3 separate regions of the Sus scrofa genome follow, and regions 2 and 3 are each linked to region 1. A link is a contact called in public Hi-C data. All regions are on one chromosome and are shown on one strand. The core of a region is the stretch at or near the end of the contact, and the rest is flanking DNA. Distances in the headings are between cores, read along the strand shown.

What was found. A called contact is a pair of places that touch in the nucleus more often than the background predicts.
Region 2: a Hi-C map of alveolar macrophages shows a contact between it and region 1, with 2.0 times the contacts expected there. The contact joins the promoter of C7H14orf119 here to the promoter of PRMT5 in region 1. A contact is called at or near these places in 3 of 47 Hi-C or Micro-C datasets (alveolar macrophages, heart right ventricle and liver) and 1 of 2 datasets of contacts at active chromatin or transcription factors (alveolar macrophages).
Region 3: a Hi-C map of skeletal muscle shows a contact between it and region 1, with 5 times the contacts expected there. The contact joins the enhancer-like site here to the promoter of PRMT5 in region 1. A contact is called at or near these places in 1 of 5 promoter capture datasets (fetal skeletal muscle), 4 of 47 Hi-C or Micro-C datasets (alveolar macrophages, brain, skeletal muscle and 1 more) and 1 of 2 datasets of contacts at active chromatin or transcription factors (alveolar macrophages).

What each region holds. Positions count from the first base shown.
Region 1 is chr7:76,109,270-76,112,567 of Sscrofa11.1, reverse strand. PRMT5 (protein arginine methyltransferase 5) reads right to left here and starts at 1,563. Exons shown (of 17, transcript NM_001160093.1): 1 at 1,449-1,563; 2 at 650-768; 3 at 255-340. The coding sequence starts at 1,558. It overlaps TRNAR-ACG (a tRNA gene), which reads left to right and starts at 1,913; the gene lies at 1,913-1,985. LOC110261594 (a long non-coding RNA gene) reads left to right here and starts at 1,783. Exons shown (of 3, transcript XR_002345942.1): 1 at 1,783-1,964.
Region 2 is chr7:75,949,235-75,952,532 of Sscrofa11.1, reverse strand. It overlaps C7H14orf119, which reads left to right and starts at 1,486. Exons shown (of 2, transcript XM_003128551.4): 1 at 1,486-1,663. ACIN1 (apoptotic chromatin condensation inducer in the nucleus) reads right to left here and starts at 1,330. Exons shown (of 19, transcript XM_021099243.1): 1 at 1,019-1,330. The coding sequence starts at 1,198.
Region 3 is chr7:75,975,657-75,978,954 of Sscrofa11.1, reverse strand. The region is part of intron 8 of ACIN1 (apoptotic chromatin condensation inducer in the nucleus); the gene reads right to left. Among named protein-coding and RNA genes, the nearest start is that of CDH24, 15 kb to the left of the region's middle. Within about 2 kb of position 1,569, at least 71 of the 83 cell types and tissues checked have an H3K27ac peak or open chromatin away from gene starts, as enhancers often do. A contact at or near this core is called in alveolar macrophages, brain, fetal skeletal muscle and 2 more, where this site is marked.

The sequences.
Region 1 (3,298 bases), core at 314-2,813:
TTTTTTTTTATTTTCCCACTGTACAGCAAGGGGGTCAGGTCATCCTTAGATGTATACATTGCAGTTACAGTTTTTTCCCCCACTGGATGCTAGTTTGATTCATTAACCACTAAGCCACAAGGGGAACTCCTCAAACAGCTTTAAGTGCATTACATCAGATTTACTAAGTTATGGAGGGGAAAAATCTGTTCTCCCCATCCAGGTTGTTTACAGATCTGATCTTTAGAAAGATTCGGTGAAGATGTCAGTCTTACCGCCTCAGAGTTCCTGCGGATCTTCTCCACTTTTGAGTCTGGACGAATCCATGGGGAAAGCTTGCCCACAATTAGTGTATTCCAGTCTGCACTCCCCAACCCAAGAAAGACAAAGACTGAGTGAGGTTCAGCACTTTATGCATTCAATTTCTATTTCTTAACAGGGAATAGTAGAGATGAGAGACAAAAGGCTTTTTCTATCACAGATACAGGAAAGCCTGATGCAGAATAGGAAACTAAGGCTTTGAGCAGTAAGCAAGGAGAGAACAAGAGTTATCCATATCCCAGGGTTGAACAAATACATCCAGGTCAAGAAAGGAAGAGGAAGAAGGCACTGATAAAACATAAGTTGTTACTGCCTCTAATAATTAAGGGGCATGTGGGATGGTCCCTACCCCTTCCTGACAGCAGTAGGTCTGATCGTGTCTGGGGACCCGGCCGATTCTTAGCAGGTTCCTGAGTGAACTCCCTCTTGAAACGCGGGTGGAAGACAGGCATGCAGAGGAAATCAAACCTACAACCACGACAGACCCAGAATCGTCATGTAAAGAGAGTAGCAGTGCCCAGCGATCCAAGCAATTGGACTAGGCTATCTCCATTCTGCACAACCCTTTCAGCTGCCATTAGTCAGTCACTCGAATGGGCTGCTGAATTCGGCCCATTTTAGGGAATATCACTTCCACTGCGTTGTGCCTCAATTTCTTCCCAGAACAGAGCCATGGAAAAGATGAGAAAAGAGAAAAGATGAAAATCCACGCCACGTGGACTTTCTACTCTGTTGTCACTGATTTTCCAAGACTGTCATATCCAGATCTGCTCCAGTACTACCCAGGCTTCAGCCCTCAAGGTTCATCTCTCCTCTCCCTAGCCCCATAACACTTCCTCCCACTCTGAGACAAGAACCTCGCACCTCGCTCTCCAGGGCCCTTGAGGTCGTACGCCCTCTTTTTGAGTTTACCTGATAACTCTCTCGACTTTGGGGTTCAGGGACCACACGTTCCCAATATGTCTTTCTTTCTCTTTCTCTTACGCTCCAGGGCCGGAGGCTTCTCCCTACATGGACTAGCGGTTTCTCCCACCCTAATCTTATCCACTCCGACCCCCTCACCCCTGCTTCCCAGGGATGACTGGTCTGCCCCTCTCAGTCCCCGAGTTCCGACCCCGCATTCTGTTCGCGGAAGTCCAGGCCCTCACCCCTGCTTGGCCACAGCCCCCAGTGTGTCAGCTATTTCGGGGACGCAATTCAGGTCCCTCCCGCTGGACACGCGGCTTCCACCGGCACCGCCGACCGCCATCGCCGCCATCTTTTCCCTCGCGCAGTCCACGCCGAGATTCCCTGACACTGGCAGCCAATCACAAAGCCGAAAAAAAGCCCCCGGAAGGCGGGACGAGTCTCCCTGACAACCAAAGCGTCTCCCAGGGTCCCGAGCAAGTGGAGGAGGGGTGGGAAGTGGCTCTTCCTGCCAATCCGCAGGCTGCACAGTGACGTAGGGCACGGCTCCGGAAGAGTCACCAATCTCAGGGTCTGGTTCTCGACAAACTTCGATCTCCCATAATGCTTCATGTACTGGTAAAATTCCGGTAAGAGACTACACGTCCCATGAAACCCTGCAGTATAAGCTTGAAGTGTCATCATTGAGAACGAAGAAGTCGTCTCAGGGCCAGTGGCGCAATGGATAACGCGTCTGACTACGGATCAGAAGATTCCAGGTTCGACTCCTGGCTGGCTCGGTGGGGCTAACGCTTTTGGTGCATCCCCTGCAATGCTTTAATGCCCCCTTTTAAAATTTCTTCGCTGTCCTCTCTCGCTCTCATTTTCAGGTCTTAATGTTATTGCATTCTGCAACTATTTCATGCCAGCGTTTAATAATACCTAGTTCAAAGATGGTTCTTGTGTCCCTGCCTTGGTGCATCCAAATGCACCAAGAAAACTGAGTTAATGGCTGGTGCTCTTAAAATGGATTTTGAATGGGCCTTAGTATATTTTTAAACAGATTGTGGCAATTCAGCCACAAATTCCTTGTGATTCGGTATCTCAAATACAAAAAGCAAACACTGAAACACACACACCACTGAAGATAAAGGAATTCATGGTGAGAGATTACAGTGGAGAGAAGTTATGAATTGACTGGCAGAGACAGGAAAGAGTCTCTACATTTTTCTTTTCCATGCTTGCTAGAGGGATGGAAAAGAAGGAAAGGAATGAAGCAAAAAAAGATCTAGGCAGGAGAAATACCTGAAGGCAGGAAGCCCAGAGGTGTTGCGGACTTGGCAGCGGGGAACGGAAAAGAGAATCAATACAAAAGGCCCTAGGCAGGAGGCCTTGACAGAATTTAGAGACCGACTGACAGGGAGTCTGAGAAAGGGAAGTCTGGGGGTGATGCCCAGAGTTCTGGCCTCTTTGAGCGAGACAAATGATAAAAGCTGGTTTAGGGAGAATCGAGGCTGGGGTTTGGAAATGCTGACTTGGACGTCTAGGGGGCGCTGTGTAATAGAGAGTTGTATGAACAGTGATCTGAACCAGACAAGATTTGCAAATCGCCAGAAGAGAGATAGTGACTGAAGCCAGGAGACCGAATGAGATCGCCGCAGTGGACGACAGAGTCCTGAGAAACACGGAATGTGTGTGGATAGGCTAAGCTATAAGGGAATACATTGTAAGCGCCCCAAAAGGATGAAAGTCAGAAAGTCAGAGAACTACGAAAATGCCTATGAAGCCTAAAAGAGTTGGAGGTGCTTGTGTCTCATCTTACTATTACTAGAATTTGTCTTTTTTTTCTTTCCTTTTTTAATGGGAAAAAAAAAAAAAAAAAAAGGTATATGGAAGTTCCCTCCCAGGCCAGGTATCCAGCCCATGCCTCTGAAGTGACCAGAACCGCTGCAGTTGGATTCTTAACCCACTGTACCACAGTGGCACCTCCTAGACTTTTTCTTAAAAGTTTTAGATTTGCAGAAAAATTGCAGAGATAGTACAGGAGTTCTCACATTCCACCCCCCCATCTTTCTCTATTATTAACATCTTAACGTTAATATGGTACATTTAC
Region 2 (3,298 bases), core at 237-2,736, 160 kb after region 1:
TCAAAAATACATGAAACCAAAAAGGTTTTGGCCTGAATGAATTACTTGGTCAGTTACCCAGGAACAGGTCTACTTGAGTGAACTTGTATTGTTTCCAAGAGAGTGGCTCCTAGATTTGTCATATTTATAAGAATTTCAAAGAGGAGGCTACCGAACAAAATGACCAAAGATTCTATAAACTGTGGTCTGATCCAATACACATACGAAACTGTCAGCTTCAGTATAAGCAACGGTTTGCCAACGTAACCCTGAGCCAACCCAGCCCGAATTTGTACTATTCGGCCACGTACCCTAACCAGCACTAATTAAAACCGAGATCCTCACCTCCCCTGCGTCTACAAACCTCTACACATCAATCCATTCACCTACCTCTTGACAATCCCACCTTAATGCACAAAACCAGCCTGTCTCACCTCTCTCATCAATATTCACCAAACTCTTATCCACTCAAATTGCTTCTGGAAGCCCTATAAAGTATACACTCCTCCCTAAGCAAGTCCCTTCAAATCAAGGTTTCTCTTCATTTCACCTAATCTAATCAACTAGACTCCCCCCTCCCCCTCCACCGCTCCAATTCTATTCTTTCGGGTAAGGATACCAACCCCATCAACCCCTCCACCCAACTATACCCCTAACTCCGACCCAGCCCAACTCGCCCCCCTCAGGCCAGCAACGCCGATGGTTGTAGTGGGATTTAACTCCTTCCGCAGCGCATGCGCCGAGACCATAGACACAAACAAGGAGGGGGTGGGGGAAGGAGGAAGGAGCTTAAGACACTCTAGGAGAGTAGCGCACACCCTCCCATTTTGGGCTCGCGCCGCTACCGTTAAGGCGGGAACCGGCGCTATCTCCACTCCAGAGCGAGCCTCGCCAACCACCGTGCGCGCGGATCCGGAGGCTCGCGCTGGCGGCCTGAGCTCGCTCGCGCCGAGCCCGGACACTGCGCCTGCGCCGCGACAGAGACTCGGCTCTACCGGGTCTGCTCCCCTCCGACACGCCGGCAACGCAGTCTCCTCACCCCTTTGAGCCGCTTGACCAGGGCACTCTTCTGCCCGCTCTTGGCTAGGCCTCGCTGTTCCAGTGCGGCCTTCAGGTCGGTCACCCGCAGCGCCTGAAGAGGCTTCCCGTCCAGAGTCACCTCCTCCAGCTCCGCCATCTTGCGTGAGGTACTCGGGTCCGTCCCGACGGCTTCGGGCATCTTCGGTAATTTCCGCCAACGCCCTTCGAACGTTCCGAGCTGACCCCGCCCACTGCTAGAGTCAACCCCTCGATTACCACTTAGAATTCCCCGAATTCCTTCGGAACTGCTCGGGTGTTTCCGTCTTCACATCGGCACCAATCGGTTTTCTCCATCCTACCGGCCGCTCCTCCCTCCCTCGTGCTGCTTTCAGAGCTCGGTTCGCTTCGTCTTACCGAGGCTTTGAATCGAATCTGTTCGGAAGCTCTCGACTCTGGCATACCCATAATCGGAGTTATTCGGCTATCTCCGGACCTAAGGATGAGGCGCTAAGGCACTTGGGTGTTTGGGGCTGGTCCGGGACCGGAAGTGCGTGGGTTTCCGGGCTGGCCCTCTTTAGGGTTTTCAGGAAACCGGGAAGCGGCGGCGATGGTAGGATAGCGCTGTTGTGACGGTCTCCGGGTCCTCTGTGAGAGGAAACGGGAGGTAAGCGGGGTAAAAGTACCTCCCTGGGCCGAGTCAGACTCGGTGTTTGCGGGCTAGTCAGTAGGGCAAGCTTCCCATTCCCCTAGGGAAACAGCTGCCACCCCCCCACCCTCCGAAACCCTGCCACTCCCAGCTAAGGCTGTGTTGCTTTTTGGGACCTCGGAATGCTAGGCTCTGTAGCCTCCAAAGTTGACCGTGTCTTTGGACCCGGCTTGTCAACCAATTCATAATCATTGAACTTAAGTTTACCGTGAAAGCCATATCGCAAGACTCGGAAAAAGTTCTCCCTTTCCACGAAATAGAGAAGAAAATTCCCTTAGGAAGAATTGCTTCTTGTAGGGCCACTGTGAAAAAGGCAACGTCACTGGGAATGTTTTGGTACTGAACTGACGTAAATTGCTTCTGGCTTCCTTTTCTTTGTCACTGCAGATACTCCAATTTACAGCGGAAGAAATACAAACAGTAAAATAGGTCACAGACAAGTATTTTAAGGTTTTCATTGTTAGAGATTCAAACTGAGATTTGAAAACAATTCAAGTTGGCTGACCTTCCAGTTGCATTAGTGATGCGGATCAGTGGCAAGGCATCAATAGATATTATATTAAACATGAAAGAAAATTGTTCAGACATGAATTGTCACACATCAACAGCAGTAGAACACTTGTTAGAGCCCTAAACCACCAAACCAACTAGACTTTTTTCGGTCCTGAATAAACAACCACTTGGCTTTTTCTGTTTTTCTTACTTTGTTAATCTTATTTTGGGCAAGGTGCCCTCACTTAATCTGCTCTTTAATTTTTCCTGATGCTTTACAGGAAATAGAGGAAAATAAGGGGGTTATGAAGTTCTTGGCATATTTCAGAGGTTACATGCACATTGCAGAGAAGGCTCTTTCATCATACAGGATGTTTTTCCTTTCTTCTTTTCCCCCACTGTTGATAGCTTTGGAATGATTAGCACCTGAACCTCAACTAACTGCTTGATAAATTTAAAAATATGTACCTTTTTTTTCATTTTAGGCAAGATGTGTTGGACCTATATATTTATTTTGGGGGATAGGGGGTTCCTCAGCATGCAGAAACTCCCAGGCTAGGGATCGAACCTGTGCCCCAGCAGTGCCCATGCCAGATCCTTAACCCCTAGGCCACCAGAGAACTCCCCCCTTTTTTGGTTGGACCTATGTGAATCATTTTTTGTCTTTACTCAACCTGGAACATAGAATTAGAAGGGAAAGAATGAACACAGAATGTGGAATGTTTTGGTTATTTTTAGATTGTTTATAAGAATGATGGAGAGAGGCAGTGGGTTTGAAAAAGAGAGAGAGGAAGGAGTTCCTGTCATGGCACAGAGGTTAACGAATCTGACTAGGAACCATGAGTGAGGGTTCGATCCCTGGCCTTGCTCAGTGGGTTAAGGATCCAGCGTTGCCGTGAGCTGTGGTGTAGGTTGCAGACAAGGCTTGGATCCCAAGTTGCTGTGGCTGTGGCGTAGGCCAGTGGCTACAGCTCCGATTCGACCCCTAGCCTGGGAACATCCATATGCTGCAGGAGCAGCCATAGAAAAGACCAAAAAAAAAAAAAGAGAGAGAAGAGAGAGAGAGGAAAATTGGCAAATATGACATGCAGTTATTCTTGG
Region 3 (3,298 bases), core at 320-2,819, 130 kb after region 1:
GCATGAGAAACTAAGGGAAGTCCGATTCCTTAAAAAGACGAGAAAGAACAACGAGGGCTGTGGCAAATGATCCCAACCTTGTGTTTAATCAACTGCTTAGTAAGTAAAGTCTGCTGACCAACGGGATCTGGACACACCAGGAATGGAGAAATGGTGGGGGCAGGGCTGCAGGGAGAGCAGGGCTGGTGAGGGGGTAAGCTTCAACAAGGACCCTCTCTAATCCAAAAGGAAAAATGAAAACTGCCGGACATAGTATGAAAGCTCAAAGAACCAGACCACTTTTACCTGCTCAGAGGTGTAGGAACTGTTCTTACATTCGGCTTTCGCCCAGTTTCTCCCACTCCCTCATTCCAACTTCCAAAAGATAAAGAGAGCAGGCCTCCCAGTCAGGACACACCCTCCCCCACACCATGCATCTCCCCCCACAAACACCGAACCCACTCCCCTACCCCACTGAATCACACAAGTTAGCTCCCACTGCAGGCAATAGATCCCAGAGGTTCACTTCAGATAAACTACCTTCCCATTTTCTTTTTTTCTGTCTTAACCCCTAACTTCTATCTCCAATCTCACCCCCATTACCATCCAAACACTGTGTGGGGGGATCAAATCAAGATGATCGAGGGCCTAAATCTCAGGAGAGGAGAAACCAAGTCTCCCCAGGTTGATAACTACCAACAGAAAATTTGGCATTCTCGACAGGCTGACTGACACTCAGAGGTCAGAACAGCCTCCCCAGAGCAGGCAGGGAGAGATGCACAGGAAGTGGGGAGGGGAAAATCGGAACTGTGCCCCCAGCTAATAGGCACCCACAGAAACACGAGATTCAACTGCCTAAATCTAAAGAAAAAGCTTATCCAAAAAATACCTATTTCCCACACAGAGAGGGCAAGTGGGGCCAATTAGAAATCAAGCAGGAAGGACAAAGGGGGAAAGCAGAATGATTAAAACAAACCAAAACGAAAGACAGAATGAAAGCCATGGGGAAGAGAAGGGAGATGGGGTGGGCCAGAGCAGTAGGGAAAAGGGATACATGGAAATGTGCAGCTCTCACCCTTCTTTGCTTTCTGATAACATGATTTTTTTTCTCCCCCTGGAAGTGCTGTTTATCCCTTTCTGGAATGGAAGAAATAACAAAAACCAAACAAAAAAATCCCAAAAAATTAAAAAAACAAAACACCTTCCTTGCCCCAAGATCCCACCACCTCCTCCCCAGCCACCCGATCCAGAGAGAGAAAATCAAGATGTAGCAACTGGGGATCCAAAAAACGGTAAATGGAAAGGGAGGTGGTGGTGGTGGTGGTGGTGGTGGTGAGGGGAGGTTAAAATAGATCTGGCTTTTAAGAGATAAGCGTTAAGTCCTCACGGCAAACCCCGAATTCAGCTGGCTTGGTCTCTCCGGAGAAGGAGGAGGAAGAGGGCCAGGCTGCTGGTAGTGGCTGGCTCTATTGTATTGGCGGAGCGGCGGCGATCAGCCGGAGACATGCAGGGGAGCCATCTTGCCACTTACCCAGCAGCCCGTGTGTGCGGATGGGGGAGGGCCCTGCTGCAGCAGGGGAGGGGAAAGAAAAGAGGGAGGCGCTGAGTGAGCAAGGTTCTCAGCCTCTGGCAGGCCGCTCTGAGCTCACTGCTGGCTCATAGGCCTGGCCTTTTTCCTTCTTTTCTCGGGTTACAACCACTGAAGCCTAACCCCACAGGGAGAGGGTACTCTCTCCTTGTTTCCCTGGGGGCGGGTGAGGGGGCTGGGTGGAGAGGACAAAGTTACAGCTGCTTGCTTGGAAGAACCCCGAAAATAGAAGGAAAGGAAACAGCCGAGCTGGGAGTGAGTTTAAAATGCTAAGAAGATAACAAAGGCAAAGTTGGAAAGAGACAGAGTGGAGGGCCATGAGCAATTTTTAATATGCCCACCTTCCTCTATCCAAGAGGGGAGGCACGGAACACTGAAACAAGATCAGCTGCTTCAAGGTGGGGAGGTGGGATGAGATTTGGCACTACCCAATCACCATACAGTAACCGGTTGCTGACCCTGAGCAATGGGAGCAATGGCCACGTGTTCCTACTCCAACCAGTCCTTTCTTTGAGATGGAAGGAGTGGATAAGCAGAGTGCCTTTCAGAATTAGCAGCAGAGGAGGGGAGAGGTGTCTCCAAAGAGATGACAGACAACCTTGTTTCACAGAGTCTTTAATAAGGTCACCCTGCCCCAGGGTCTGCTGGAGCCATAAAGGAAAAGGATAAACAGGGCAAAGGGACCTCGGATAGCTGAAGCACAAAGGCCACTTCTTGGAGCAAGGGCTCCAAAGTGAGGGCTCTGAAGCAGATAAGAAACTGAAGTGAGAGAAGTGCTATTGGGGCTGGGGGTGGGGGGCACGGGGGTTGATCTGGTGGGCAAAAAGTGACTGGGAACTAAATGGAAATTATTAATTACAGGTATCTTCTGACTAAATGTAAAAGGGGAAGCTGACTCTACCCATTCAAAAAAGCACTCCGAGTTTGCCCAAAAATGTTCATTTGTTGGCTGCTTTAGTATCCTAATGCCAGTAAAGGTTTAACACTAATACAAGCTTTAACCAAAAACTTGGTATTATTATTTGTAATACCAGAACTTTTAACCAGGACTGAAGTTTCCTCCCTGCTGCTTAAAATCTTAAATTTACACAACTTCATGCTAAAGGAATCATGTTTATACCTCACATTAAAGTTTCTTTTCACTTAGTGGTCCCTGTCTGCAGAGAGATTGAGAGTTCTGGAGTCAAATTGGTTAGGGCTCAATTCAGGCCCCAGCCCACCCCCACACTAGTGTGATACTGGGTGAGTTCCTGATCCTCTCTGTGTATCAGTTTCTTAATCTGTCAAGTGTGGGTAATAACAGTACTTATCTCATGAAACTGTGTGATAAGGACTGGCTCTGAAGAGTCTGGCTTGGAAGACACCCCAAATCAAGGTAAGGATATGCATAAAACACATGTACATTTAAATAGGCCATTATCTCTTTCGATGCCACCTATGGAGATTTTTTTTTTTTTTTTTTTTTGGAATGTCCTCAAAGAGAAACTGCCTATTCCCTGATGTAAAGGCACTAAATGGTACGACAGGTTCTCAGCCACACCCTCATCACTTATAATAACCCTAGTTTTCTTGCCCCTCACCCCCATGCTGCAGTTTCAAAGACTGCATCCTTTGACCCCTAGCTCAGGGCCTAACACAAAGGAAGGCTCAGTATTTCCCAATTAGGCTGTCACTATGGATACCAAGTGGATACTTAAAAAAAAAAAATTTTTTTTTGTCTTTTTTTGGGGG